Regions from separate parts of the Mus musculus genome. Here all the other regions are linked to region 1. Evidence: chromatin contacts called from public promoter capture Hi-C data. All regions are on one chromosome and are shown on one strand. Each heading gives the region's core, a stretch centred on a gene start, on an enhancer-like site or on the middle of the called end of the contact. The rest is flanking DNA. Distances are from core to core; before and after follow the strand shown.

Region 1 (4,393 bases), core at 476-2,975:
ACTCCTGAATCTGAACAAATAAAAATCACTACCCAAAAAAAGGCAAGGGCAAAAGACTTGAATAGACATTTTTTCCAAAGATGCATATACATATTTATTAAGCATATAAAAAGGCACTCCATATTATTGATCAAAAGAAACTCAAGTCAAAAGTCCAATGAGTTACCACCTCATACTCATTAGGATGCCTGCAATTCAATAAAAACCCAGAAACTATCAAATATGGATGTGGATCGAGGCCCTCATCCACCAACTACCTTCCCTTTCAGGAATATAACAGTAACTACATTGCTCACCTTTCCTTTGCTGTGGCAAAATGACTGACAGAATTACCTCACATTGGAAAAATAACTGGCTCACAGTCTCAGAGCTGACAAGGCATAGTCGTCTGATCCCATTGTTTCTGGATGTGTGGTGAAGCAGAACCTTAGGATGGGGAATGTCGGACCTACCAGCAGAGATGAATGATGGCCAAGAAGCAAAGAAAGGGAGGAGCTAGAGACAAGAACCTGCTCCGCATAACTATGATTCAGCTACGTCCCCATCACCTCCCACCATCCACCAAGCCAAGAACCAACTGATCAATCCACTCATCTTCTTAGAGCCTTTCGATCCAGTTACCTTCCCAATACCCTACCTCTAACACATCCCTGCCATGAGTTCTTAACACACACACACAAACACACACACACACACACACACACACACACACACGAATCCATGCATGAGCCTCTGAGAGACAGCTCAGATTCAAAGCACGACAAGTGAAAGTCCAATCCTCACAGCATGCCTGGATTTCATGTCTGCCCACCTAGCCAGGAGAAAGGAATAAGTCTCTGCCTAGTTTCTGTACATCCATGCCCACAGACATGACACTCCCCACAGCTACACCACAGAAACAACCCATGAGAAACGGAAAGATAAGCAAAATATGATACATTCACACAATGGTCTTCTGACAACAAAGGGGAGAAGCTTGGGGAAGTAGCAGGCGAAGACTGGCAAGATTAACAGGAATTCATTGACAAAGAACAGCTACCTTAGTTTCTAGCTTCCCTTGGGGTCACATATGGCTTTTATATTCTCACAACTTACAGCCTTTATGCAAAAAGACAGCTCCTAGTCACTTTCCTTCTAGTCAAGTGCATTTGCCATGCTTAGGCCAAACAACCACATGCTGTGAGCAACACAGGTACAAGAAGCTCTTTTAATTACACAAATAGTAAGTCAGGCTAAAACAGGAGAGAAAAAATTCATGGTGAACACACAACAGGAGCTGTATTTTTAGTGAACAAATCTACATAGCCTGAAGCAGACATCAGGAAGGAAGATGGAAAAAAAAAAAAGACTGGAAAAAATCATTTTCCATATCGTTTCTGATGTTTATAGATCTAACTACGTTCCAAGCCAGAAGAAGAAAGATGTCTCTGCAGGCCATGAAGATCAGCCTTGTGGCTTCTTGACATCTACTGGCGACAGCCCAGGGTAGCAAAAGATGCACAGAAGACAAAATAAATGCCTCATGTGAAAAACAACGCTACTTCCACGGGGTGGGCGGAATAACCTATATAAAGCAAAGTTAGGGAGATAGGTTTTAGCGGGAAAGCCTGTTTTAGGGCCGGATATTGGACTTGCAAGTCAGGAATCCCGGGCAGAGGGCATGGCCAGTCCCGCCCCAGTCCGACCTCTCCGTCAACCGGAGTTGGTGAGGCCCTTTGTGCGGCACTTTGTGCGACAGTTCCGACGCACTTTACGGCGCCGCTGCCGTGTTGCGCGGCGCTAGTGGAAGTGGCGGCATCGCTGGCTCGGCCCTGTCGTTCTCCACAGCTGTACCGTGGCGGTGGGCTCGCGCTGGGATGAGCGCGCGGTGCCGAGCCGCGGAGTGGAGTCATGGTGAGTGGTCGGCGCTGACGGGCTCCGAAGGGGCGCTGGGCGGATACGGAGACTGACCTTTACTCCGGCCTCCGGTGGCTCCAGCTGACACCCCTTATCTGCTTGCAGGCAGGCACACGTTTGTGCCTCCTAGGAGGTCGGGCTGTTACCCCACTACCATCTCCGCACTCCTCCCCTCTTTACGGTGGAAATACCTTATGGGATCAGGGAGCCTTTGCAAGCACTGTTTCCAAATCCAGCAGAAATCTTATTTTCACCGGTCTTGTCTAAACTAGAAAGGGGTTCCAATGCCCAAGGGTTAAAGTTCTCTTCCATGGCTGAAAAATCACCATCTTACTGTTGTGGGTAAAGATGACTTACCCTTTTCTTCTTGGTGAAAATCCCATACTCTGACAATAAATTGTGGATAAAAATTGCAGTAGTTTAATTTTTTTTTTTTAAACAGGGTTTCACTTTGTAGTCCTGGAAGTCCCAGAACGTACAGAAATTCACCTGCCAATGTTTCCCAAGTCCGGGGACTAAATGCAAGCCGCCAATGTGCACCACGTCCAACTGCAGTAGTTTTAAAGACATATTTCTATTAGAAAAAAAAATGTTTCTTCCAGCAGACCCTGTGCTGCACTCTGTAAAGTCCCAGTTGCTTAGAGAGCTAGTCGCAAATTCGTGGGCAGCCTGGACAATTTTAGCAAGACTCCACCTCAGAATAAAAGTGTTGGAACTTTGAGAAAGGCTGGAGTTGTAGGCACCTTACCAGCATGAGACACACACTAGGTTCCATCCCTAATCCTGCCCCAAAAGGGAAAAAGAACCCACCTTTCACCAAAATGAAGGTCGTAATGAGTTTGGCTGCGGAATAGGTAGCAATTAAGAGTAGTAAAGACTTGCTCTTCTCCTCCATTACAGGCCAGCACAGTGGTAGCAGTCGGGTTGACCATTGCTGCTGCAGGATTTGCAGGTTTGTCTGTGGGTTGGGGGTGGAGCAGACTGGTTATGCATGGATTTGCTTATTCTGTTGCTTTTGGTTTTAGGCCGTTATGTTTTACAAGCCATGAAGCATGTGGAGCCTCAAGTAAAACAAGTTTTTCAGAGCCTACCAAAATCTGTAAGTGAACCTTCTTGCTAACTAACTTGCCTGTATTTGAAGCCTGGAGCTTGCCTGTAAGGTGAATTCCACAGGTCCATGGAGCTCAGTGTGGAGTTGTAAACCTTGCAATGGGCCACACTGGGAGTTGGTTTTCACATGTGACAACTGAGGGTGGGTGGCCTTTGCAGATTTAGAACGATAGCAGGTAGTTAGCAATTAATTTTACTACATATACTGTTGACCCAGGTTTATCTGTCCAGCTGCCTTCCCTCGTGTTTTGTCACATAGGATAGCTTTGCAGCGATGTTAGATAACGGCTCTGAACTGGGTGTAAAGCACAAAGCTGCTGCTAGTCAGGACTTTGAGAGGCCATGTCATGGAGCTTGGGCAGGAGCATAGGGCCTTGTTGTACATGATCTCTACTAAGGTTAAGATTCTGATGGCATAAATGTCCCTACCATAAAGTCTTATTTTAGTTGTTGCCTTGAATCTTTTCGAGATCTCCAGGTCGTCTTTTGAGACCTTTTGAAACTCCTGTTTTACGGGGATCAAGTTTCTGTCTGGAATATGGATGAGAGTGGCTGCCATTCACTCATCTCCCCTCCCCCCCTCCCATCTTATGTTCTCAAGACACTGTTCCAGTTTAGTTGCAAGAAATGGGTGTTTAACACATCTTAAAATAGTTGGCTACCCCTGGTCAAGCTAAAGTGCCTTGGGAAGTACACTTGTACTTCCCTGAAATGTACCACTTCTTTTACAGATTTAACCAACTTCCATTTACTTCATTAATCTTTTCTTCCAATTCAATTTCTTTCAGGCATTCGGTGGTGGGTACTACAGAGGTGGATTTGAACCCAAAATGACAAAACGGGAAGCAGCATTAATATTAGGTGTAAGGTAAGATGTCTACTCAGTTCTGAGATGTAGGGTAAGGTAATTCCTAGTAGTAATTGAGAATGAAGTAGTTGCTGGGGATAGAACTCACACGTGTAACACTGGGACAGTGCTCACTGCTGCCTGGAGTAATCTAAAGTCTACTCTGGAATGCAAACTAAGCGTTGAATGAGGGTTATGATGTTAACTACATCTAAAGCACTTTTGGTTCTTACGAAGCACATTTTACTGTCTCACACACAGCTTCTCAGTTGTGTTGCTTTACTGTTCTCAATGTTTAACTTCACTTCTGTAATAGTTCATGGTGTTTTGTTTTCTTAAAGCAAACTAAAGCAACAAGTATGTTTTCCTTTTCAAATTAGCCCTACTGCCAATAAAGGGAAGATCAGGGATGCTCATCGCCGGATTATGCTATTAAATCACCCAGACAAGGGTAAGCAACTTTTATTACTATACTGGACTGTTAATGGAATAGCTAATTCTTGGTGTTATGAATGTCTGTGTGTGAGCAGTTTCCCAGTT
Region 2 (4,138 bases), core at 1,546-4,045, 1.9 Mb before region 1:
GCATCAGCCAAGGAACATTGCTGTCCTACTACACAAATGAACAGTATGGACACTATTGCTATTATTGTAACTTTTTTGAGCTAGACTCTTACTGTGTGTTGTTGGCTGAGCTGGAACTTGCCATGTAGACCAGGCTGGCCTACACTTACATCAGCCTAGCAAGTGCTAAATTCAAAGCATGTGCCACCACACCGGGCCCAATTGTTACTGTGTTCTGTTAGAGAAACATTCCACTACTGAGCGGTATACCCACAGCTCTATGCAGTCTTAAGACCAAGAGAGAGCCATTAGATTATTTTCTTTTAATTTATACAACTGCTACTGTGGTGTGTGTGTGTGTGTGTGTGTGTGTGTGAGAGAGAGAGAGAGAGAGAGAGAGAGAGAGAGAGAGATCGGCTTCTTACCCAACACTGAAAACTCAAGGATAAGCTGGCTTAGTGGGTAAAACAATTGCTGCATATGCATCAGGATTTGAGTTCAAATTCCCAGAAAGCATGAAAAGCAGGCCACATAGTTCATGCGCCTGTAGTCCCAGTACTACAGGGAGACGGAAGGTAGACACTGAAGAATCCCCAGAAGTTCAAGGGTCAGCCAGTCTGGCATATCAGGTGGAAAAGCAACAGGGACCCGCTTTAAACAAAGTTGATGGCATGGGCTGACACCTGAGTTTGTCCTCTGACCTCTATACAAATGTTATGGCACCAATGGCCCCATATAAAAACAAAACAAACAAAATTATCTCAAAGATGGATATGATCTGGTCTTTCTCTGCCCTGGCCTTGGAGGCAAATGATTATCAGTTGATGTCCTAACTCTAATCTAGGGGCCATAAAATTGCAAAGGAGATGCCCCAATTGCAGAAATCCAGAGTAGGAAATAAACTGTAGTAACCGAGAGAACACATTATAAGCAGATTGTCTGGGTCTAGTTCCTAGATTTACTACTTGCTGTGTGACATTAGGCATGTTACTTACCCACTCTGTATGTCAGTGCTCCCTACAAAATAGGTGTAGCTGCAACCTGAAGTTTGCTTGAGTGTTAGAGGCTTAGTACAACACATGGCGGATCCTCACTCTTGTGACCTAGTGTGTCAGGGACAAAATAAGACCAAACCAGGAAGCTTGGTACCGAAACAGGAGCTGCATTGAGTGGGGGTCATGACAAAGGGAGTGGAAAGATGAGGGAGAGACCTGCCTATGACTCCAGACAGGCTCACGTTAGGAAAGTTCTCGGAGACTTTGAGGAAGAGCCTCCAGTCTGCATTGCAGACAGACACCTCTGGTGTAGAAGGAAAAGTACAGAGAAGATGGGGTGGGAGACATACTTGCCTGCAATCCCAGGCCGCACTGTTGGCTGTTAGCCTGGGCAACATAAAGAAACTCCATCTCAAAAGGGGATGGAGAAAGGAGGGTCCCAATGAGAGATGAACCCTATTAAAGGGCAGGGGAAGAATTCGGGTTTACTCAGATGATGAACTCGGCGAGCTTAGACTAAGGGAGATGGGCAGTTCTGATATTTAGCTTATGTGATGAAAAAGCAGGGGAATGCAGGTTTAGGGATAAGATTTTGGCTTTGTAGAGCTTTGGGGGGGTCTGTGGGATGAGCAGAATTTGTGCTTAGGGCATGCCGCTGCCGAGCTTTAGATAAGATTTTGGACTCACTGGGATATGGGCAGGGTCTAGGAAAAAGGAATATATGAAGAGATTCAGGGATGGTTCTGGAAAGCCCACCACTGAAAAGCCAGAGTTAGCTAGCAAAGAAGAATGGTAAGTGAAGGGGAGACTATAAATAAATCAAGTCATGAAAAATTATGGGAATTCTAGGAGGACGTGTTCAAATTCAGGAGAGAAAGAGGTCAAGTGGAACTAAGAATCACCCCTTGGAGTTGGCACTTAGGAAAAAAAGAGCTTTAAGAAAACCTACAAGCTATTGTTGCAATAGTCTAATGAAGTGTAGCAAGAGACTGAGTCCTCTTCGTTAATATTTTAAGTTGCTAGGCTGAGTTCCTAGAGAATAACCACAAGTGTGATCTAGTTTCACCCTTGCTACTTGGTATTTTCTTAGGGCCTGGCGAGAAGATGCCACATCAGCGCACACACACGCACACGCGCGCGCGCGTACACACACACACTCGCATTGATGGTGTAAAGAATGAATGGGTGACAACAGGTCTGCAGTGCCAAAGATCTGCCTCTGCAGGGCTCTGGGAGCCCCCACCACGTGGCTAGTTCTAAGCAGTAGCAGGAAGCTCCGAGGAGGAGTGACAACAGTTGTTTTAACAGAAACTTTAAGATTGTTAGCTTCTAGGGGTGATCTGGTGGTATTTGCCGGTGGTAAAGGGAGACCCACGTTTGGTGATGAAGATGCGGATGACATATATAAACCTGGGCAATCTTGGACAGCTTTTTCTATGTGCCGTACCTTTGTTTTATTTCCTCTCTCTGCAGGGAGTACTGTATTTCCTTCTCCTTGCAGCACACACTTGTCTTCTGGCCCACAGCTCAGCAGGCAGGCTAGGTCAAGCTTGGCCCGTCCACCAGGCATGACAGTGGCTCTAGGCGCAATAGTCTCCCGGATTCTTCCAAAAACTTACCTGGGAACTCTGACGTGGAGCTATTAGGAGCGCACGGAGGACAGGACGCGGCCGTGACGAGGGCGCCCTGAGTGGGGGCGCAGGCAGGGCCCCGGCGCTTCGTCCTCACTGTGCCCGCGGCCGCCCGCCGCGCGGGTCTCAGCGTGTGTCCGCAGCCCGGGCTGCCGGGTCGCCCGGCCGCTCGTGCCACGGATGCCGGCAGGCCAGGCCGCCCACCCCGGGGCCCGCGCCCTCCGCCTCCCGCGGCCCGGCCGCTCCGCGGGCCGCCGCACTGCGCATGAGCGGGAGCCCGGCGAGCCCGTGAGAGGCGCCGCCGCCGCCGCCGCCGTCCATTCGCTGCGGAGCCGGAGGAGGAGGGGAGAGGTCCGGAGGACACCAACATGGTGAGGAACCGCGGCGCCGTGCCGCCCGGCCCGGGCCCCCGGCCCCGCCGCGCTCCGCTACCGCTGCTCAGCCGGCGCCCAGCTCGGCCCGTCCCTCCCCGGCGCCGCCGCTACGCGAGGGCCCGGCAGCGGAGCGCGGCGGGGCCTAGTCGCCGGAGCGGGGCCGGGCGCGGAGGCGTTGGGGGACGGCCCGCGCCCCATTGTGCGGCCAGGCGGCGCCTGGGCAGCGGGCCTGGCGCTGCCTGGTCCCGGCCGGGCCCCTCGGTGCTGGCGGCCCTGGCGAGCCGGCGTCGGCCTTGCTGGTCCGCGCTGGCGCCAGGCGCCAGGCGCCCGGGAGTTGGGGCGGCTCGGCTGAGGCTCGGTCCCTGCGAGGGGACTGGGAGGCTCCGGGCTGCGGACGGAAGTGCAGCCGGGGGACCCGAGACCTGCTGCCTTCCGAGCGCCTGCTCTATGTGCTTGGGGTGGGAGGAGTAATTGCTTTATTATAGCAGTTAGGGACCATTTGTGATTCTTAAGAAACAGTTTGTCAAGTTGCTCCTCTCCTGGTTTTTGTTTGGGTGAGAAAAAGTCACGGAAGCTGGAAGACGCTGTGGTGAGCTGAGTCCTTTGTCATTAAGTACCTGGCGCTGCTGGTCACTGCTTTTCAGTTTGGAAGTATACAGTCACACCTTGTTGAAGTTCCCGGCTGGCTGCTGGGAGAAGAGTAAAAGTGATGAGGTCCTTCGCTCCGGAGAGCTGAAAGGCTTCTTTGGGGAGGGTGTATGCCCAGTCTTGAGTCGTGGGGGGTTGATTTTCGCTCAGTGACACTTATATGGCCCCAGCCTTGGTGTCATGTGTTGATTATGTGTTTAGGTCCCAACAGAGTCAAGATTTCTCTTCTGTGCTTACGTTCGTAAAACTTTATATTTGTAAGGAAGTTCCGGTTAGTGTTTGGATTGAGAGTACAGTAAAAGTTCAGAGACCCAAGAGAGAGTTTGCAGGTTCTCCTTTAATTATTTGAACAGGCCTTGGATATTACTCCTGAACCCCCAAGAGTTTCCACTCTCTTACTGGGGTGCTTTCAGCAGGCTAAAATAATAGAGTGCGCGTCTCTGATGGACATTCATCACGAGTATGTATGCAGTTTCCCACAGTCCACATCAGACACCTGCCCTCGAACCCA
Region 3 (4,265 bases), core at 1,434-3,933, 1.9 Mb before region 1:
ACGTGTACATATATGCATATTTGGGCATGTGTGCATGTGTTTTGTCCATTTATGGCTTATTTGGTATTGAGTCTCATAAGTGAATAAGGATCTTTCTTAGTCAGGGTTGTACTGCTGTGAACAGACATCATGACTAAGACAACATTATAAGGATGATATTTAATTGGGGCTAGCTAACAGGTTGAGAGGTTCAGTCTATTATCATCAAGGCAGGCCGTCATGGTGCAGGAGGAGCTGAGAGTTTTACATCTTCACCTGAAGATGCTAGCAGACCTGGCTTCCAGGCAGCTAGGACTAGGGTATTAAAGCCCACACCCACAGTGTGGGGCACACCTATTCCAACAGGGCCATACCTTCTAATAGTGCCACTCCCTGGGCCAAGCATATCCAAACCATCATGGGAACCAACATTTCTTTTCCAGAGAGCCTAACCCTATCATCTCTTGAACTGAGCTAAAATAAGGAACAACACCCGGGTTTTCTCAAACAGTGGTCAAGTACCTATGAACACATTTTCTTTTCTTTCAAACATTAACATGATCAACTATATCAGTGGCTTCTCAATAGTAAGCCAACCTTACATTTCTACAATAAAATTTACCTTGCTATATATCACTCTATGTTTTAGTTAATGTTTATATGGGATTTTTCCATCAATACACACAATGGGGGTTGACTATCAATGTGTGTGTGAAGTACATGTTCTTTTTATTGATTTTGGCATCCATGTTATCTTCATAGAAAGAACTGTAAAATTTTCCATCATTTTGTGCTCTAGAAAAAAAGTAATAGCACTGCAATGAACCATTGTTTATTACATATGGAAATTCTTTTAGCTAGAGAAGGTGAGCTTTTTCATCAGTTGGGGTGGAGGTAAAGAGGGATTCAAAACAGGGGGAAGGATTATTTAGATCTTGTCTCTTTTCCAGCATCTATTTTAGTAAACAGTATTTTCTTGTAAAATCCATTTCATTTCTGGTTTGTCAAAGTTGTACAAAATCAGCTTCTTGTTAATTTATTGTTTTCTCTATATTTGATTTCCCTACTTTTAAAAGTGAGTTCCAGGACAGCCAGGGACATATATATATATATATATATATATATATATATATATATATATACACACACACACACATATATATATATATATATACACACACACACATATATACACACACACACACACACACACACACACACACACACACATATATATATATAATCAAGACCAGTGTGGTGGTGCACACATTCAGTCCTAGCCCTTGGGAGGCAGAGGCAGGCTCTCAAACTCTGTGAGTTAGAAGTCAGCCTGGTCTACATAGTGAGTTCCAGGACAGTCAGGGCTACATAGAGAGACCGTGTCTCAAAAAGAAAAAAAAAAAAAGTCATGTGAGATTTTTTTCCTCTTTATTTCTTGCTTATTTGGAGGCCATGTTCACTTTTTTGCTGTTTTAAATATATATCTTACATTCATTTTAAGTACAAGATGAAAACAATTTCTCCCCACGCCCAGAAAACAGTGTGTGGTTTTTTTTTTTTTTTTTTTTTTTTAATATGGAACTCTTCACACCTGAAACAGCGTAAAAGTAAACAACTAAATGAAAACCTGAGGAAATATTAACCTCTATAACTAGAGTTCTTATAACTCTGTAGGAAAAAAAGATATCCAGCCACACAAACAAAGCCAGTGGCAAGTACTCCCAGGGACGTTTTGAAACTATGTGATGACTCTACCGATAAAAGTCTAAACTTACTCAATATAAGATATCCTTCCTGAAGGAAGGAATTCATTTCTGGTGAACTCCAGAGGGATGGGTTCTCTTTTGCTGGCCAATGGGCCAGATAAGTAGGAACCTTCTCGAAAATACACAAGCAAGCCAATTTGTATCCAGACTTTCTAAAAGTTCGAATCTTTCAAGAAAACATCTTAGATTTTAAAGACAGGTGCAGGACTACTAGCCCAGACTGGTCTCGAACTTGGTCTGCAGGTTAGGATGGGCTTGAACTCCTGATGTTCCTGCTTCCACTTGTGTCCCCTTATTTCTAATTATTTTCTTAGTTCCTGGATTTATTTGTCCTTTGGTGTTAGTTTTCTGATTTCACTAATTTATTCCTCTTTACATTTGTTTTCCTTCTGCATTTATGTTTGTTTTTCATATCTTATTTATTTTGGTTTTTGAGGGACAGCCTCAACGTATTGCTCAGGCTGGCCTGGGACTCACTGTCTAGTCAATCCTGTCACTTACTACAATCCTTCTGCTTCAGCTTCTGGGATTGCAAATATGCGCCACTACGTCCCATTTAGTTTTTGCACTTATAACCCTTCGATTGGCTGTTTCACTTACTGTGTTTTTCTCCCCCATATGAGCTCTGCCTCAGCTGTATCAAATACCTACACATAGCTTTTACTGTGTCTTTGTTTCCTGCCACGCAGTTTCCACTGCCCCTTTTTCCTGATGTTTAGTGAGAAAGCTTGCATTTTGCTTGAGTGGTGGTTTGAGGGGCTGTGCATTTTCCTCTCATGCTCTGTGCTAAAAAAAAAAAAAAAGAAAAAAAAAAAAACCTGGCCCCGCCCCTCCAGATGGAGCCCAGCCCCTCACAGTTCACTCCCCACCCCCCAGGCACATGGTCCAATCAGCCAATCGGTACCTTGAAACACCCAGTTTTGTGATTGGCTCTTGCGGAGACGCCTACTTGCTCTTCGGAGCTACGGTGGCGGATCGGGGACAAGAAGCTTGCGCAGGGAGGGACGCTTTCAAGAATAAGCCAAGCAGCTTTTGGAATCCAGCAGAACAGCGCGGAGATGGCGGCGGCGGCGTTGTTGGCTGCGGTGGACAGGAACCAGTTGCGACGGGTCCCGATCCTGCTGCTGCAGCCGAGGTGACTCAGGGGTACTGCCGGTCCGTGCGCGGCCCGGATGCGAGGCGCTGGGTCACGTGAGAGCAGCCCTTTAAGTGCCTGTGTGTAGTTTTGGTAGGCGCTGTCCCACTTCAGTCTTTGGCTCTTCCTACAGACTCTGCCACCTTGGCTGGTTTCTGATCTGGGCACCCCGCACGGTGCTGCAACCGAAGATGGCATACGTAGCTAGAGGCTTGCACCAGGACCCCTTTCCCAAAGTCGCTTTCAGCTTAGCTCCCTCATTTTGAGTGCAGTTCAGAGAAGGATTTCTAGAGACCTTTCCCATTGCTGGGAAGAGTCAAATTAATGAGGGGTGAGTTTTGTCGAACGCTCTTGTTCACAAGTTTGAACAAAGCTGGCAGATGACTACCCCGGATCCTTTTGGAAACGAAGCTCCACGCTTTGACAACAGTGAAAACCCCAAGTCATGTAGATAGATTACTTCACCATAATCATCACCTCCTCGCATTCTGAAAAACGTACTGGCCCAAGGGCAAGAACTGCCTGCAGAAGGTTGGGTTCCCAGCTTACCTGTGACCTTGGTCGAGTTACCTAATATCCGTGCTTCAGTTTCTTCTGCTTGGAGGTGATGATACTTGTATCTAGCAGAGGTAATATAAAGACGATACTAACCCCCTCGTATGTCCAAATCAACACGTGGATAAAAATTTAAACACATCATGGTCCATTCAACAAACAGTGGTCGATGCCCTGGATTTTCGGTGAATACTAAAATGTAGGTCTTCACCCTATATTTTAAATAAGAAAGATGGTGAAAGTTGTATTAGTGCTGTTTTTCTTCCTGTGAATTTCCTTAGGTTCCCAAGAATACCACAGAGTCATTCTCCTCTCAAGGCTTAGTTATAGCTGTCATCCTGCTAATAGTTTTTAAAATTAAAACTCTTACCAGCATGAGAATTTTACCTTTTCTTTTTTCTTTCTTTTTACCAGCCATGATTCCTCTAATACCTCAGAGAAAAGAATTTGATTAGTCAGACTCTACCCATGAGAATAGCGGCTGTCTTAATTGGTGAATTATCTCCTGGCAGGCAATTTACTCGTCATGTTTAAATGTTTTGAGATGTAGCAAAAAGAGCTTTGAAAAATGGGATAGAGAAATCAGAACATTGTCAAGATAAAGGATTGCACTTAAGGAGTGTGTCTGACTGCCTGACTCAGTCTTCACTAGCTGAGAGGAAAAAAAAAAAAAAAAACATTTTAGGCTATCAGTGGTCCCAGGTTGGATACATGACAAAGCTGTGATTTCTTAGGCAGGACTGGAAAAGCCTTAAACCCTAACTTACCTGGAGAGGTCAGAGGGGAAAACAATGCTCCAAGCTGAAAAATTCCTTTAAAAGACCAGGAAA
Region 4 (3,949 bases), core at 434-2,933, 1.8 Mb before region 1:
CATATTACCCACAGAGGCAATAAAAGCTTCAGTAAATTTGCCATGACTAAATCTTCTCCCATATTATTTCAGTGTTTTAGTGTTTCACATAACTAGACTAGACTTGAAGACTTTTCATGGCCGAGCGCTGTAATGGCACATCTGGGGGAAGAGAAGCTACGCCACGTGTTTGCTCCGTAATGTTTACAATGTGCTCAGCTGTGTTGTTTATTTAACTGCGTTAGTTGTATACTGCGGCACTGTGAGTGCACCCCTCATCGAACTTTTAAAAAGTTTTAGTGTTGGTAAATTCGCTCACTGAAACCATCGGGAGCCTTTTATGTAATCTCTTTCCTGAATAATTCTTAAACAAGGTTGACATTTTTTCCCCCCTCAAGGATCTGAGTGCAGAGTTCTTTTTTTATTTTTTTCTTTGATGATAAGTTTTTGAGCCATTCCATGCCCACCCTGCTTGTGTGTTTACGTGTGTTGCTGTTAAGGACTGTTTGGAAACCTGTCATTTTGGCATACAAATAGGAGCAAGTTGACCTAAGAGAATAATTTGGGGATGAAAAATGGAAAATGGTGTTGGGAAAAGTTATACTTGTTTACAAAGTATGCCCTTGTAACATGAATGACCGTTCAGTGAGCGTTTATGTGGCTCTGAATGTTAAATTGTGTCTTTAATAGGAAATATTTACCTGACACCTCTGGGCTTTTTGTTGTTGTTGTTACCTTAAACTTTTAATAATATGGTTTATATTGAATGCTGAGATGTTTTGATAAGAGTTTACCAAATTTGATAATGTAATGATAAATGTTTTAAAATGTGAACTATTTATCATATATCTTAATAATTGAACTGTGGCTTTTATATGACAGATGATGAATAGGGTCAAATTATGGCTCACCCTTTAATTGATTATAAACTTGAGTGTATTTCTGAACCCTTTTATTGCTTCCATTTTTATAATCATAGCAGTACTTTTTATTTCATAGGAATCTAGTGAAGTTAATTTCTGGTTTCCATTGACTCCTTTTGGTTAACTGAGTTGCTTTATTTGTGCCACTCTCTGGAGGCAGAACAGATAAGCTTGGAACTGTCACCCATGGTCTCCTCTGGGCACTCCTGGCTTCTTTTCTGTATTGCCTGTTTGGAAAGTGTCATTTGCTGTAGACTACCTCTTGGACAACCTTGCCATGGGCTCATGGAAGGAATTGGTGCTAATGCAGCTTTTGACTTCTCTTTGGTTGATTGTTTTTCAAGATTCTTTTTTATTTTAAATTATGTGGCTGGAGGTATGTGTGGTGTGTGCATATGATTACAGGCGATGAAGGCCAAACGGATGCATGGGATCCCGGAGAGCTAGAGATGCAGACACCTGGAGCCACCTAGAGCAGCTGAGGAGCAGAGCAAGCTGCCCGTAATCTTTCCAGCCCCAGGTTCATTTGGAAAACAAACATCGTCAAAAATACCAGCATAAAACCTCTCATAAACAGTTAAATCATGGTGAAAAGAGCAGACGTAACATGGCCTAACGGGTAATGGCTTTATCTAGGGCCGTTAAAAGAGAAGTAACTTTGTAGTTACTCACTTTTGCTTTTGTTGTTACTGTTTTGAAATGGGGACTCATGAACTCCAGGCCATTCTCAGAATCACTGTGTAACCAAGGATATCCTTGAACTTCTGACCCTCTAGTCCCTATCTCCTGAGTGCTGGGATTACAGTGTACCACACCCGGTTTATTTGAAGCTGGGGATCAAAGGTGGCATTGTGCATGTTAGACAAGCAAAGTGCCAACTACAAAGCTACATCCCCTACTCTTTTAAACTGAAAATTAAAGATTTACTTACGTGTATACAAAGGTTCTCTCCCTTCACAAGCAAGTTACTTTCAGTTTAATTTTTTGCAGTTATACTGTCCTTTGGTTTACAGGCTGTGGCTCAGGGTGTTTGAGTTGTCCCATGCAGACAGCCCTATTACACTCTTATATTTTTGTGGGTGATTGGTGATGTTGGTAGTGGTGGTGGTGTTTTGGGGGTTTGTTTGGTTAGTTTGGTTTTGCTTATTTTGTTACTGTGGGTTTTGAGACAACCGGCCATGAACTCATAGAGGTCCACCCGCCTCAGCCTCCTGAAGGCTGGGGTTAAAGGTGCATGCCACCACACCCTACTGCTTTTCTCTCTTCCAAGTGTTTCATAGGAGAGTTGTTAGAATTCCATTTTTTAACTTTGTTTTGATACTGTGTTTTTGAAATGGACCGTGCTATAGCCCAGTGTTGCCCCAAATGTAATTCTGCCCCTCAGCCTCCCAGATGCTGGGATTAGAGGCATGTGATACGGTGAGCAGCTTGGCTTGGCTTTCTTCCTCCCTTTTATGGGTATGGGTATTTTGCCTTTATGTATTTCTGTGTTTCATGTTCAAGGAGCCCAGAAGAGGACGCTGGATCCCTCGAGACTGAAGTTAGGTGCTTGTGAGCCACCCTGTGGCTTCTGGAAATGGAGCTCAGGCCCTAGGGAAGAGCAGCCAGTCTTCTGGTTCCTTAGGTTGGCTCCTAATATTTGAGTTTTAAAATGTTTTGTGTTTGCTTTTGAGATGGTCTCGTGCAGCCCCAGGTTGGCCTTGAACTCCTGGTGTAAGTGAGGGTGATCTTGAACACCTGGCCGGCCTACCTGCCTCTGAGTGCTGGAATCAGAGGCAAGGTTTATGCAGTTTTGGAGATGGAGCCCAGGCCCCCCGGAAGCACTGACCAGCAGAGCTACGCTCCTGTCCCTAAGATGTGCTATTGGTTGTCTGAGAAGGTAACTTTACGTCGTTGGCAAATCTGGAGGCCAATGCAAAGTCATGGAGATGAAAAGAAAAAGCCAACATCTGCTTAGAAGCAAGTCCTTCTCTAGGAGAAAGCACTCATCAAGTTCAAAGAAAATGGAAAAGTTTTGAACCAAAATCAAAACTTTGAAAACAAAGTTTGATTTGAAACAATTGTGTGAAGTGTACAAGGAACAGCTTAATTAACAAACACGGAAGAGGAAAACCTACAACTGCTTTACATCTAGAAAGTATATTTTTGTGTAAAGGCATATTCAATATAAATAATAAAATTTTATTTCAGGTTATAAAATAGAAAAAACTTTTTATCTAATGGAAAAATTGAGTGATATCAAGCAAAAATTTTTTTTCCAGAAGAAAATAGAGATCAAGACGGGGGATGGATTAGTTTAGAGTAAAATGTGTAAAATGGCCAAAGTGCTGACTGTGCTATGGTAAACAGAGCTAACATGGCCACCTTGGCCAAAGGTCTATGCTGTTGTAAACAGAGGTTATGTGGCTGCCTTGTCTCAGCAGACGGTAGCAACTATGAATGGCATGCTGATGTGGGACCTGTACAGGCAACATGCTTTCAAGCAAATGTAGACTGTGTCCTAAGAGTCATTAGAATTTATATCAAATCTCTGGACTGCCTGCCATGCAGAGCATTAACAGTCTTCCTAAGCATTTGTTTTGGTCACTCTTCATAAAATCACAAGAGGCTGAAGGCACAGGCAGTGGTAGCATTGGTACCAGCAGCAGACACGGCTCCTTTGAAGTATAATCCCTGCACCTTCAAGGTTCAGTCACCCAGCAGCTCCAACAGCTGCATCCTCACAATCAGGTTTTAGAGCAAGACTACCTGACTGGAAATGTCCCCTGAGCTGCTCCTGTCCCTCCAAGGACTTCTGCTAATTTGTGTGCAGTCATTTCCTTTCTGAAATGTAGGGAGAATCATATAGTTTGTGAGCTTAAACTGTCCTTGGGGTGAACCCTAGAATGTGGGTTAGCTCCGTTCTTCGTTCTTATTTGCAGTAGACAGTTAATGTTCCTACTTGGTGTTTGTTTGTTTGTTTTAGGATGATGATGCTATGAATGTCTGTCTTTGTGTGGATTCATTTTCAACTCTCACAGTTTCAAATTTGGAATTGTGGCTGTACC
Region 5 (4,384 bases), core at 1,296-3,795, 1.7 Mb before region 1:
ACAGAAGATATAATTGTCTCTATCATAAAAACACAGCAAGTTAAGTTAGATGTCTCAGGAAGCAAATGAGAACCTGAGTTTGATTCCTGAGACCCACAAGGTAGCAAAGAACTGACTGGCACAGGGTGTCCTGACTTACTTACACACATACCCAAACACACTAAGCAGTAATCAAAAATTAAAAACAAAAAGTATCTTTTTTTTTGTTAAATTATTGGTTGAAAGCCAGGATTCATATGAAATGTTCCAAAACATTTCCAAAACAACCTGTCCCTATGATTTATTGATTTACCCAAATTTTCCCTTTTATGAATTTTACAATTAACATAATGCTGGTGACTAAACCCAGTGAGCAAAATAATAATAAAATTTGCATTATTTGTATATAAAATTTGTATAATTTGAATAATCCAAGATAGAATTTTTTAACTGAATTCTTGGAGTAGCAACTAGAAAGGCTGTTTATTACTGAGCTAGTACAACATACTTCGTTCCTTTGTACACACTGTCCTTAATTTGTATTTAAGTGATTACACAAACTTAGTCAGCAATTCAAAGTCCTGCTTTGGCACAAGGGTTTTTGTTTTTGTTTTTTTAAAGATTTATTTATTTTTATTTAGATGAGTACACTGTAGCTGTCTTCAGACACACCAGAAGAGTGCATCAGACCCCATTACAGATGGTCTGTGAGCTACCATGTGATTGCTGGGAATTGAACTCAGGACCTCTGGAAGAGTCAGTGCTCTTAACTCACTGAGCCATCTCTCCAGCCCTGGCACAAGTTCTTAAAGACTTGATTATCTTAAAAGTAAAACCAGTGACAGACAACTAAATATCAGAGATAGTATTTTTTTTTTTTAAAATGGAAAGCAACTTGTTCAACTTGTTAGTCAGGGCCATGAGACAGCTGACTTAAAAATGACCACACAGCTTCTGGTTTATCCCTTTCAGCCGTAAACATAAAGCCATTTCTCACAACATTACCAGATTTCTATCTGGAAGATAGGAATGATCACATAGAAAGATTTTATTCAAGCTAACAAAAAAGTACCTCACACTGAGAGACTGTCTTAACATACTGGGAAAGGCTTGAAAAAACAGCCTTAAAAACTATTTTCTCACCCAAAACATCAGATAAAAAGGTGTTAAATCTTTTGTTTACTTGACGCCTGAGAAGTCAAAAGCAGATCAGATTTGTAATAATTAACTTCCTTACTGTACTGGCTTGCCACAAGAAAGCAAGTGTGGATTAAATGACATCATTAGCTTGGATTCCCAATAAAGCTGGAATACTTCAATTTGCAACAGTTAGCTAAAAATAAAGACCTACCATTTGTATGAGGGAGTGGCAGGCGGTTCTAGTTTTATTTATAAGATTTCTTTATTTAAGAATGATGCTTACTGTAAAATAAACAGGAGACTGACTGAAATACATACTTTTTAGTTTTCACCTGAAAAACTGTTCTACCACAAGAAAAAAGAATGAAGATTTTGGTCTCAAAACAGGACATTTCTGTTTCTCTAAGATTTATCACTGCCTTGAAACCTCGTAGAAAAAAAATACTGCAATTGGTACAATTTCAAAATTAAACAGCATATAGATTAGCATTCCTAGAACTGAAGTGATGTCTGCCTTAACTGTCATTGTCGCCTTGGCGTTGTTATTTTCTGGGCTGCAAGTGCCAAGGGACATGAGAGATTTTCGTCTGTGAATGATTTCTGAGAAAGGTGACGCTTTTTAGACACTTAAGTCACTCTAGGGTTTTCTTTTTCTTTTTCCAGGTAATACAGTAATGTTCAAAAGTTAAACCACTGGCTCCTAACCCGTGCGTTCTAACCGCCTTGAGGGGTGGGTGACACACAAGAGATGCACAGAGAAGTTGCACCGGTCTGCGGTGAAGACCTTTCCGGCGCGCCTTCCTCCTAGGCCCAGGGCGAGCTTCCGCCGGGAGGCCGAGGAGGACCCAGACCTCCTCCGGAGCCCGCACGAGCCTAGTTCGGAGTCCGGGGGAGCCGCCTGACCCGCGCCCCGCGCCGCTACCTCCGCCACCTCGGGGCCCGCGCGGCTCGCGACCCTCAGCGGCCGCAAGCTGCAGTGCATCCCCGCGCTGTGCGGAGCCCGGGCCGAGAGAGAGCCGCGCGCCCCCGCCGCGGCCTAGCCCTCGCCGCCCCGCCGCGCCACCCAGCCCTCACTTACCAGCTGCTGCCGGACCCAGCGCCACATGCCCCCGCCGTCGCCGACGCCGTCGTGGCCCGCCGGACGCGGGACCGAGCGGCAGCAGGTGGAAGAGGACTCCGAGTGTGACCGGAGCAGGCGAGCCCCTCGGGCTTAAGTTCTGCTCTCTGCTGTCCCCGCTTTTCTACCCGAGTCGGGTCCCCATCCCGCCACCCCGGCCCGGAGGTCCTACAGGCGCGGCCTGGCTGCCAACCGCGCCCGGCGCAGCACTACTCCCCGCTGAGCCGCCGCCACCTTCATCTCTGACCGTTGTCACCCGAAGCACCGCCGCCCCCACGGCGCCGCCCCGCCCTCGCCCGCCATGGGCCCGCCCCCACGGCGCCGCCCCGCCCTCGCCCTCCATGGTCCCGCCCCCAAGCCCTGTGCCCCTCCCTCACCTGCTCTGGACCCGCCCGCTTCTTTACCTCTCGGAGGCCCACCCTTCCGTGTTTCCGCGCGGGTTTGCCCGCCCCTTTCCGGGGCGGTTTGTCGCGAAAACGTGAGCGCTGTCAGGCTCGCCGGCTCTGTGGGCCTTTTTCGAGTTTTTGTATCTTGGCCGGCTAGGCTGTAGCAACTCCTCGAAGAGGAGTTGGCTCTGCCCTGTCACAGATCTTCCCCCTCCCCCACCAACCCCCCCCCCCATCCACCCCAACATTCGGATCCACACCAGCAAATGTATGTGACCAAAAGGTCTGTGCCCAGACCATTAAATTATCAAAGACTTACATTTGGAGAGGGAGATGATTATGATCAAACTAAATTGTACAAAATTCTTATAGACTTGGTAAAAAAAATTTTTTTAATTGTCAAAGGCATTTAATTGCTTCACACATAACTCAGCGAGTAACCAAAGTGGACTAATATTGGGGAAAGTTTGAGATTTCTCTGTGAGAGTCCAGCCTGCACCTCAATTTCTGGAGCTATTGCTGAGTTCCTATCCTGATGAATTAAGCTGGAAAGGCTAAGGGGAGAGACTTTCCTCGGAAAGCTAATTGCTAAGCATGCAATGAAAACTACCTCCAAAGTAGCGTGACCTCTCTAACAAGGGTGTGGATAACTTTTAAGAAGGCCCATACAAGCAACTGGAACAAGTTTATACTGTCTAAAAGCAGCCACCTGTTCGTCTTCGTCGTACTCTCTTTTTCCTGAATTAAAACACGTCACCATCAGACATTTGTAATTTGAAAAGTAACATTCTGCAAAAACCTAAATCTAAGCTACGGTGATTAGACAAATCTGTCTTTTGGTTTCAGTAGTCATGTCTTAGTTAATCCAGCATTGCAATTAGAGTCTTTCAGTTATCTATGGCCTATAAAATCTGCAATGGAGCCCTTTAATCCCTTTTTAATCCCTGCACTCGGGAGACACAGGCAGGCAGATTTCTGAGTTCGAGACCGGCCTGGTCTACAAAGTGAGTTCCAGGACAGCCAGGGCTATACAGTGAAACCCTGTCTCGGGGGGGGGGGGGGGGGACCTGCAATAATTTTTTTTTAATATTATAAATTACCCAAATTTAGGACAGATATTTAAAAAGAAAAAGGAACCTTCGTTTTGCTCTTATGCCCGACCCTTACTCTGTGACACCAGCATAAAGTTACTGGAATGCTTTTAGAGAAAACAAAATGTTACTTCCGTTCTAAGGCAGTGTCCCAGAACCCACTGCGTCAAGCTCTACCCGATACTCTAATTGGGTCTCTGAAGTACGTATTATCCCGATTGTGCAGATGGAGAAGCTCAAGTTAAATAATTCGGCAAAACTGTGATTTGGATTATGGATAATCGGACAGTAGAACCTGTGTTCTTAAGCTATATTCCTAAACAAACTTACTTCTCACATCTCGTTTCTCAGTGACTTGGTTACAAAGTAGGCCTGGAAATGTTTTATTTATATGCCACCAAAATTTGTCAAGAAAACCTGTAAAACAGCAACCTAGAGGATGCATTACATATCATTGAACTGGCTTCCAAATTTCTAAAGGTGGAAGTGGACAGGGGGTGGGGAATTAGGAAGGAGTTGATTCGAGGTGTTATGAGGCAATGTGGCAAAAAGCAGCTCAAATATGTGAAGACCATATGAAAGTCCAAACTGTCAGGAACAAAAATAGCAACAGGGCAGTGTTTTGCTCCAAACATTTTCTACCAGAACCATAGCATGGCCGAGCATTTTTA
Region 6 (3,906 bases), core at 836-3,335, 1.6 Mb after region 1:
ATTGGGAAAGAAAATCAGCCATGGAGCCAATTATCATTTTTCCTGTGTCCTAAACTCCATGCATCCTGTAGGAGCTGAGAAGGATGAATAAGAGAAATGTCTTTATCTTTGAAGCGACACTACTCTGCAGGCCAACAGAAGACAAGCATCGGTGATTTCAGACTCACCACCGGTAGCCATGGCTACCATGGTAAAGATGGGAAGGTTGACTACAAACTAGTTAATAACTGAGGAGGAGCAAGGCAGAGTGGAGCTGCAAGAACAGGAGACCGGAGAAAAAGGCTGCCTGAGACAAAAGTATGAGAGGGGCTGGAGAAATGGCTCTGTGTTTAAGAGAACCAAGGTTCACTTCCCACTACCCATAGCCACACCATCTGACATGCCAGTTAGTTCTGGATCTGATTCTCTTTTCTGGCCTCTGCGGGCACTATTCATGCCTGTAAACATGTAGGCAAAACAGTCATACACATTAAATGAACAAATTAATTCATTACAAATGATGAGATATGCTCTTTCTCTCTCTCTCTCTCTCCCTGGTGGATATGGCTCAAGATGCGAGTGCTCAATTGTTCCTTCACTGTGTTATCATGGACTCTAACTCTCTGAAGCTGCAAGCCCAGTTAAACACTTCCTTGTAGAAGTTGCCTTGGTCATGGTGCTTTATCACGGCAGCAGAAAAGAAATGCATACAGTTAGAATTCTTCAGTTGTAAGAATAGAATTCATAGGAGGTTATACAGCTGGCCCTGCTCAAGCTGCTTTCACTGGGTCAGCTGGTCTCCTGTAGCCTGTCTGGACGCAGCAGGCAAAACTAGGAAAGGGCAAACCGAAAGGTTCACACGTAGCCCCTCACTTCTGTCCTATTCTCCAACTGCCACACTCCCTATAGAAAGTCCGTAGGTTCCTCCCGTCCTTGCGAGCACCTCTTCCCCACAGGAGAGGGTTCACCCTTCGATGTTTTGAAAGAAGTAGTATCCATTTTCTGTTGAGGTCAGTCTGGACATTTGCTGCCTCCTGTGTCTTTAATCTGCTTCAGAAATCTAACAAATATACTGTGATAAATCAACATGACCCAAAACAACCTGGGGAGAAAGGGCTTATTTGTACTGTATACACTTGGACACCACAGTTCATCACCGAGGGAAGCCAGGGCAGGAACTCAAACAGGACAGGGACCTGGACACAGGAAGGGGCCTTGGCGGAGTGTGGCTTACTTGTTCGCCTCCATGGCTTAGCCGACCTGCTTTTTTTTTTAGCACCTAGTGCTACCTCCCTGAGCTCTGACCCTCTTGCCTTTGCCTTCTGAGTGGAAACTATTGTGCCAGCTGTAAATCTAATTTTAAAAATTAAACGAATTAATATTATGATTGCCAGGTGTGTGTGTGCATGACCTGTTTGTGCGCTTGTGTGGAATTCGAAGGACAGTTTGGTAGACTTGGCTCTTTCACCTTCCACCTTCACTGGTGTCTGGGCATGGAGCTCAGGTCACCAGGCTTGGCCAGATGACCTTTTACCCACTGAGTCACCTCACAGGTTTGTAAAGCTATTCTTTTATTCAGAACAATTTTATTCAGAAAAGGCTACTATATTAAGCCTGTACCCAAACATAATATTTTGAAAAAAGAAGGGAATGTGTCTGGGACAGAACATTTCCTCTTCTTACACGTTGTGTATTGGGTATGTCTGTCCCCAATTACAGAGTCCCTGGGGCCTCAGAACTTTCCACAGTCCTATTGGTCTCTATGACAATGCACCTGGTGAATTCAGAGGAAACACAGGTGTCAGGTGGAACAGGCGCCAGGCAATGCTGGGGGAGTGTTGTTGGCTACAGAACCACCTAGGTACTCCATGAGCAACTATACCTGAACGTTGCTTTGCAGCCAGGCTGCCTGAGTTCCCACCTCTCTAGGAAACTTCTAGAGGACCCCGCCAGCTCTGGATGCAGCAGGGGTCCTGGTGTCTGTGGCTAGGCAGGGAATTGGCAACTCCCTCTGGGACTCCACTTCCGATGATGCTTAAGCCTCCTGCGCTCTAAAAGGGCACAACTCAGGCGGGGAGCATCCGATCCAGACATCTCCTGGCCTCATGCAGCCCTTCAGCATCCCTGTCCAAATCACGCTACAGGGTGGCCGGAGGCGCCAAGGGAGGTAAGTTCCCCACCTGAATCTCCCATCAGTGTGCCTCCTGCTAATCAAGGCCAGTGTGGCTACAATGCGGCATGCTGAAAGCTGAGTTTGGTAGGTGCTTTGAGGAGGCCAGCTTGCAATGCCTCCCAGGTACCCCTACCACCCACCTCTACCCCACCCCCACCTTTGGTTGCTGTTTTGAGACAGGCTGTCATGTAGCCCAGGCTGGCCTCAAGTTCTCTATATTGTTAAGAATGATCCTCCTGCCTCCTGATCTCCAGTGCTGGGATTCCAGGTGTGGACCACTCTCTACCTGGGTACACAGGTGACACAGGTGGTGTGGGCTATGGATCCCAGCACTGAAAGCAGTGCTCAGCAATATATCTCTTGTACGAAAGAACAAAGAAATGACACCAGCCTTTGGTCTTGTTGGTGAAGCCTTAATGGTCCAGACCAAGATTCAGGTTCCAGCTCCCCACCGAGGCAGCTGCATGACTCTGGGTCTTTGCCCCTCATCTTATCTTGAAATAGAGATACTTGTCTTTGTGTGCTCTAGCACGGTGGTGCCTTCCTGGAACTCTCTAAACTAGACAGGCCTGCATATATTATGTACATTCTAGCTTTATTATTATTATTATTATTATTATTATTATTATTATTATTAAGACAGCATCTCACATAGCCTGGGCTGACTGCAAACATGCTCTGTACCTGATGCTGACTTTGAACTGCTCTTTCTGCCTCCACCTCTCAAGTGTAGAGATTACTGGTATTAACCACCCAACTATACTGAGTAAGTGGGAAGTGAAAAAGATTATTTTAGGACCCTTCTCCCCAAGGGTATGCAAAGCAGAAGAATTTTGAAGTTCAGAGGAGTGGGGCCTTGAACTCCTGTGTGAGAGTTGGGGCAGCAGGACAGTCAGAAATGGGCAGAGGAGAGCCATACCAGGCTTTTGAAATATGATATTAGAAATGTTCTGGTACATTCTTGGGAAGAGGACACCTTGAAGCCAAGCTCTCCCACTATAGAAAACTTGGGTGGCTCTTAGCAATATAAGCAGAACTGGGAGCTGGGTACTCATTAACCTCCAGCTTTAACTACTCTACTGGGTATTTGGTTTAGGGCATGAAGGAGAGGCATTGGATGGGTTGGGCGTGGGTTCCAGGCTGGTAGAAGGGTCAGACCACAAAGTAGAGAGGCTCGCCCAGCTATGAGCTAATGCCTTTATGAGCAGGCAATTACAGCAAGTCGCTTCGTGGCAGGAGACAGAATAGCAACCAAGCCAGCGAGTGAACGTGAAGATGCTCCTCATGACACAAGCAAGGTGGAAGACAGTCCAGTCTGCCCCCAACGCATCCCTATGCTCACTTCCCTTCCTGACATGCAGAGGTGGATAGCTTCTTATTGCTCCCACCCTGCACTTGGTGGTGGCTTTTTATCAACCTCACTTGCTGTTTCACAAAAAGTTGCTAAGCAATTTTGTATTTTTTTTTAAAAAAGCAAATACCCAGAAAGATTCAGGCAATGACAAAAACCTTTCAGCTGAAACAAACTTCAGGGAGGTAGTAGTTGAATGCGCATGCCCAGCGTCACAAACGCATGGGGATCCTCATTAGGTGAATTGTGACGCGTGGCTGAGCTACCTCGAGTTCTTGCTCAGTTCAGATGTTAAAGGGCAAGGCTGCTGGTTTCTGTCCGGATCACACCCAGGCAAGCTATGGAGCTAGAGCTAGACTGTTCACGCTGTTAGCAACTCAGTTTGCCTCAGCCTGAGAAGGTG
Region 7 (3,898 bases), core at 696-3,195, 1.7 Mb after region 1:
TACATTCCACTATCGATTTTGATCCTCTCATGTGCTTCAAGTCCCATAGAGGTATGCCTTCTGTCAACAGACCAGCAACACACAATCACAAAAGTAGGTTTCAGCCACAAGTCAGTGAGATTTGTTTTTGTCCTTTAGTAAAGGTGGTGAATATGACCGGTTTCTTTTTCTTTCATTTATTTTATTTTAAAAATTTATTTATTTATTTATTTGAGGGGGGCTACTGAATCTCATAAGACCCAGTGATTCACAAAAAAAGCTCTAATTTGTGGGGCCATTTTCTCTGTCATGAGATTTACATTTCTATGAAACAAGTATCTTGGGATTACTTGCTTTTTCCTGGGCCAGAGAAGGAAATGCCTGAGCTGTTTGAAGTAAGTTGTAGGATCAGGGGCAGCAAATTTGGAACATCGAGTGTATGTATGTGTATGAGCTAGCGGGTAAGGCCCCTACTTTCAGCTTTTAGATTTTATTCCAACATGCAAATACACATAAAACTATAAAATATAAACGGAAGACTCCAAGACCTGTCTCTTTCTGCACTCAGGGAGTTTAAGGTAGTAGTATATGTAATAAAGTCCCATGTGAGGAATGGAGATTGTTATCATGCAGTGGCCCGAGAGGCCATGGAAGTTGCTTGTAGGAGAGGCTGCAGGGGGCAAGGATGGACAGGGAGAAAGGCATTTAACACCAAGGACAGGCTGTGTAAGATCACAGAGGTAACGCTAGACTATGGGCCTGTGATGGATAGTACAGACTGTCAATAGGAGTGTTTCTGGATTAGAAACCGAGGAGGGAAGACTCACCCTGAGTGTGGGCGGCTTCGTGGATGGAAAGCAATCGAGCAGCTCCTCCCGGTTTCCTGACTATGGACATTTGTGACCAGCTGCCCCACTTTTGCTCTCATGGCTTCCCTGCTGTGATGGACTGTACCCTCAAACTGCGAGCCAAAATTAATTTTCTTCCGTTGCCTTTGCCAGCCATTTTATAAGACGGGACATGTGGGTGAAAACGAGGATGAGGGTTGTCAGATGGGAAAGGCCAGCCAGGGCCCAGCATGGTCCCAGCTAACAAGAGTGAATGGCAAAGTTCTGACAAAGGGCTGAGAAATGCGTTTCTACCCCGCTGCTTTTAAAACAATGAAGCCATTTGGTATTTTCACATATACAGCACGTGCACTGAACTCATCTGTGCGGTGGATTACTCTTCCCGATGGCGGGTGCACACTGGTCTAGTCTGCTGAACAGTCCTCGAATTCGCGAAGCCCGCCCGTACCTGGTTGTTGGCGCATGCTCCAGTCATAGCCTTGCATTCCCGTGTAAATAGGCAGTCTATTAGGCTGAGTTGAGGCTCACCATATTTAGATCTTGGCATTTTAGTTTATGGTTTACACAATAACCACACACAATGTGAAAGTACTTGATGCTGCGAAACCATACTCTGCCGGTAATATGGAAAATTCGTGTCATGTTATCCAAGGAGAAACCCCTAGCCACTATACAAGTATTCACATGCAGAAGGTACAAGCCGGCAGAACAAGCTAGGGCTGCAATCCATCCCAGCGCCTCTCTTGAAGGTATCCCGGGGACTTCTGCAGTCCTTCGGGTCCTGCCGGTGAGCGGGCTCCTTTCCAATGTCTTTGGGCGGAGGCGCAAGGAGTGCAGTTTCCAGGTCTCAGAGGAGAACCTCCGCCCTCCTACCAGGCTCTGCCAAGCTTCTGCCCTCATCGCTTTCAGGGTAGGCTGGGGCAGCTCCGAGGAGCCATCAGGGCCAGGGTAGGGTACCCTTTCGAGTCGCTGTTCCGCACCTGCTCGGCGTCCCGGGTCTGCGGGAGCAGCCGCTTGTCCGTGCACATGCGCAGTAGCGCTGCCGGGAGCCCTGCCTCCTCCTCCTCCTCCTCCTCCTCCTCCGCCGCCGCCGCCGCCGCCGCCTCCCGGTTCCGCAGTCACTTCCTGCAGCTGTTTCCCGGTGGCTCCGCTCCGACCGACTTTTGACAATCAGCCTCCAGCAGCGGAGCGGCCGGTCGGCGGCGGCGAGCGCAGAAAGTGGTCTTGGAGCGGGCAGCGGCGCGCGGGGTGGCGGGGCGGCTGCGGCCTGCCGGTTCCGGTGAGTGCGGTCCTCGAGTCCGCTCGGTTGCGTCCGTGTGCGCGTGTCAGCCTCGCCCGCGGCGTCCAGCGGGCCACCGATCCCGATCCCGCAGCCATTCGCACAGCCGCCTCGGCGACTCGGTGCTCCCGGCCGGCATCCTCGCAGGACCCGAATGCGTGTGAGCTTGCCCAGCCCGGGAATGGCACACGCGGGGGCGATGCTGCAGGGGCGCAGTTTTGAGTCCTAGATGCTGAGCCTGGGTCGCCAAGGCCTCCTCCCCTTCTAAGCTTTCTTCTGTGATGTAAAACAGCCTGCCAGGGCTGTTTTTCTGCCTGCCACGTTTTGGTGACCTCTGAGTAAGGTTTTCTCTTGTCTTCTCTTCTCCGGAATACCCAGGGGTAGCCTTCCTTACTTTACCCGGACGCCAGGAACCTGTTCCTGGATTCTCTTCTTTGCCCTGGGTCTGTTTCTGCTCAGGGGAGGCTGTTGTTTGCAGTACAGCCGGTGAGGAGTAGGCCCCAGCCCAACCGTGGAAACGTGTGCTGTGGTCATTCATTTCCCTCAGACCGGTACATGGTGGAGCTGTGATTTTCTTTAGTGTCTCTGAGCTCCCTTCCAAATTAGGACATCAAGCGCTGTGCATCCTTCGTGTCTGCCATCGCACACGTCCAATCGGATGGATTTTGAGATCTGAGAAGTATTTTTATAACAGCTTCTAAATTAGTCTCTTAAATTAATGCAGCAGTTTGAACGGATCCGAGCATGTTTTTGAGTCTGTATTTCAGCTTGTGTATTCACTGAAGCTTAGCTTTGGTTTTATTTATTTTTAGAGTTATTTATTTATTTATTTTTACCCAAATGTAATACCTGTTGTGATTGTCACCTATAGACTTTTGGGGGAGGGCTTTTTTTTTTAACCTTATGTTGATTATTAAATCTAACAGTATTTTTGAGGTCTCTATTCTTTCTTTGAACATTATGAACATAAAATGTAATAATAGGTAAACCTGCACTGTAAACACCCCCACCCCACCCGGCCGGCCAGTGTTTTGCTTTGAAATAAGGCCTTTTTGTGCCTCTGCTGGGAGGAGGGCCTTGTTTCTGCAGGACTGCTGCATGATTCTGGGGCCACGCATGCTGGGGTTTCATCAGGTGGGAGTAAGCATGTGAGAAACAAGCCCAGGCATGTCTTGGGAGCATGCTGATTCGGTTCTCTATGTATATTGCTGATTTTCTATATCCAGATGTTTTGATATCCTGCCCTGTCCTTTCTCTATGATCTAACAGAGAATCTGGATGACAAGTTAGGGTCAGAATGACATGGTCCGTTCTATCTAAGTAGTTAATCTATTTAAAAAGATGATTTCATTACCCTGCCTCCAATATCCCTAATCATCTTTGCTCTTTGAATGTCTTAGTTGGGAGACATAATATTGTTTCAGAGAAACTTACTGTTTAAATGTATCAGATCTGTATCACTTTCCTTTGTGTTTCCAGAGATACGGGTAGTTGATTATTATCCTTTTCTAGCCATTATGATTAATGAAAAGTGTTGCTAAATATTAAGACTAACCACTCTTAACTGAATGACTTCCCAGTCAGTGGCTCCTCTCCACTGTGTGTCTACAAATGTTTTTTTCCCTCTTAAAGCGTCCTTGAGTCATTTTAGTAAGACTGTTAGTGTCCTAGCCTACACATCTTCATCACAGACAGGGAAGCTCAGTAGCCGAAGACACCGAATTCTGTTGACCAAAAAAAAAAAAGAGCTTAAACGATACTCCTAATAGGATGGACGTTAGACTTCGTTGTT

What was found. Promoter capture Hi-C pulls out the DNA fragments that hold promoters and counts their contacts.
Region 2: a contact with region 1 is called in a promoter capture Hi-C map of pre-B cells. The contact joins the promoter of Dcun1d1 here to the promoter of Dnajc19 in region 1. A contact is called at or near these places in 8 of 39 promoter capture datasets (the 3T3-L1 cell line, 3T3-L1-derived adipocytes, embryonic stem cells and 4 more), 1 of 115 datasets of contacts at active chromatin or transcription factors (large pre-B cells) and 1 of 9 other capture datasets (liver).
Region 3: a contact with region 1 is called in a promoter capture Hi-C map of pre-B cells, with 5 times the contacts expected there. The contact joins the promoter of Mccc1 here to the promoter of Dnajc19 in region 1. A contact is called at or near these places in 9 of 39 promoter capture datasets (the 3T3-L1 cell line, the C10 cell line, cranial neural crest and 6 more), 2 of 115 datasets of contacts at active chromatin or transcription factors (astrocytes and embryonic stem cells) and 2 of 9 other capture datasets (adipose tissue and liver).
Region 4: a promoter capture Hi-C map of liver shows a contact between it and region 1, with 5 times the contacts expected there. The contact joins the enhancer-like site here to the promoter of Dnajc19 in region 1. A contact is called at or near these places in 5 of 39 promoter capture datasets (the C10 cell line, embryonic stem cells, hippocampal neurons and 2 more) and 1 of 115 datasets of contacts at active chromatin or transcription factors (astrocytes).
Region 5: a promoter capture Hi-C map of the HPC-7 cell line shows a contact between it and region 1. The contact joins the promoter of Atp11b here to the promoter of Dnajc19 in region 1. A contact is called at or near these places in 7 of 39 promoter capture datasets (the 3T3-L1 cell line, the HPC-7 cell line, cranial neural crest and 3 more), 2 of 115 datasets of contacts at active chromatin or transcription factors (astrocytes and embryonic stem cells) and 1 of 9 other capture datasets (adipose tissue).
Region 6: a contact with region 1 is called in a promoter capture Hi-C map of liver, with 2.2 times the contacts expected there. The contact joins the promoter of Kcnmb3 here to the promoter of Dnajc19 in region 1. A contact is called at or near these places in 2 of 39 promoter capture datasets (liver and pre-B cells).
Region 7: a promoter capture Hi-C map of liver shows a contact between it and region 1, with 3 times the contacts expected there. The contact joins the promoter of Zmat3 here to the promoter of Dnajc19 in region 1. A contact is called at or near these places in 2 of 39 promoter capture datasets (liver and pre-B cells).

Annotation. Positions count from the first base shown.
Region 1 is chr3:34,078,686-34,083,078 of GRCm38.p6, reverse strand. It overlaps Dnajc19 (DnaJ heat shock protein family (Hsp40) member C19), which reads left to right and starts at 1,725. Exons shown (of 6, transcript NM_026332.4): 1 at 1,725-1,893; 2 at 2,797-2,848; 3 at 2,922-2,995; 4 at 3,795-3,874; 5 at 4,234-4,304. The coding sequence starts at 1,891.
Region 2 is chr3:35,931,623-35,935,760 of GRCm38.p6, reverse strand. Dcun1d1 (DCN1, defective in cullin neddylation 1, domain containing 1 (S. cerevisiae)) reads left to right here and starts at 2,795. Exons shown (of 7, transcript NM_001205361.1): 1 at 2,795-2,976. The coding sequence starts at 2,974. Gm15952 (a long non-coding RNA gene) reads right to left here and starts at 2,683. Exons shown (of 4, transcript XR_880768.3): 1 at 2,594-2,683.
Region 3 is chr3:35,999,096-36,003,360 of GRCm38.p6, reverse strand. It overlaps Mccc1 (methylcrotonoyl-Coenzyme A carboxylase 1 (alpha)), which reads left to right and starts at 2,683. Exons shown (of 19, transcript NM_023644.4): 1 at 2,683-2,880. The coding sequence starts at 2,804. It overlaps Mccc1os (methylcrotonoyl-Coenzyme A carboxylase 1 (alpha), opposite strand), which reads right to left and starts at 3,448. Exons shown (of 3, transcript NR_029456.1): 1 at 2,650-3,448.
Region 4 is chr3:35,889,080-35,893,028 of GRCm38.p6, reverse strand. Dcun1d1 (DCN1, defective in cullin neddylation 1, domain containing 1 (S. cerevisiae)) reads left to right here. Exons shown (of 7, transcript NM_001205361.1): 7 at 1-924. Among named protein-coding and RNA genes, the nearest start is that of Dcun1d1, 42 kb to the left of the region's middle. Within about 2 kb of position 1,683, at least 4 of the 459 cell types and tissues checked have an H3K27ac peak or open chromatin away from gene starts, as enhancers often do. A contact at or near this core is called in liver, where this site is marked.
Region 5 is chr3:35,752,224-35,756,607 of GRCm38.p6, reverse strand. It overlaps Atp11b (ATPase, class VI, type 11B), which reads right to left and starts at 2,545. Exons shown (of 30, transcript NM_029570.4): 1 at 2,198-2,545. The coding sequence starts at 2,224.
Region 6 is chr3:32,490,148-32,494,053 of GRCm38.p6, reverse strand. It overlaps Kcnmb3 (potassium large conductance calcium-activated channel, subfamily M, beta member 3), which reads left to right and starts at 2,085. Exons shown (of 4, transcript NM_001195074.1): 1 at 2,085-2,146. The coding sequence starts at 2,085.
Region 7 is chr3:32,363,712-32,367,609 of GRCm38.p6, reverse strand. Zmat3 (zinc finger matrin type 3) reads left to right here and starts at 1,945. Exons shown (of 6, transcript NM_009517.2): 1 at 1,945-2,106. 4930429B21Rik (RIKEN cDNA 4930429B21 gene) reads right to left here and starts at 2,121. Exons shown (of 1, transcript NR_027966.1): 1 at 172-2,121.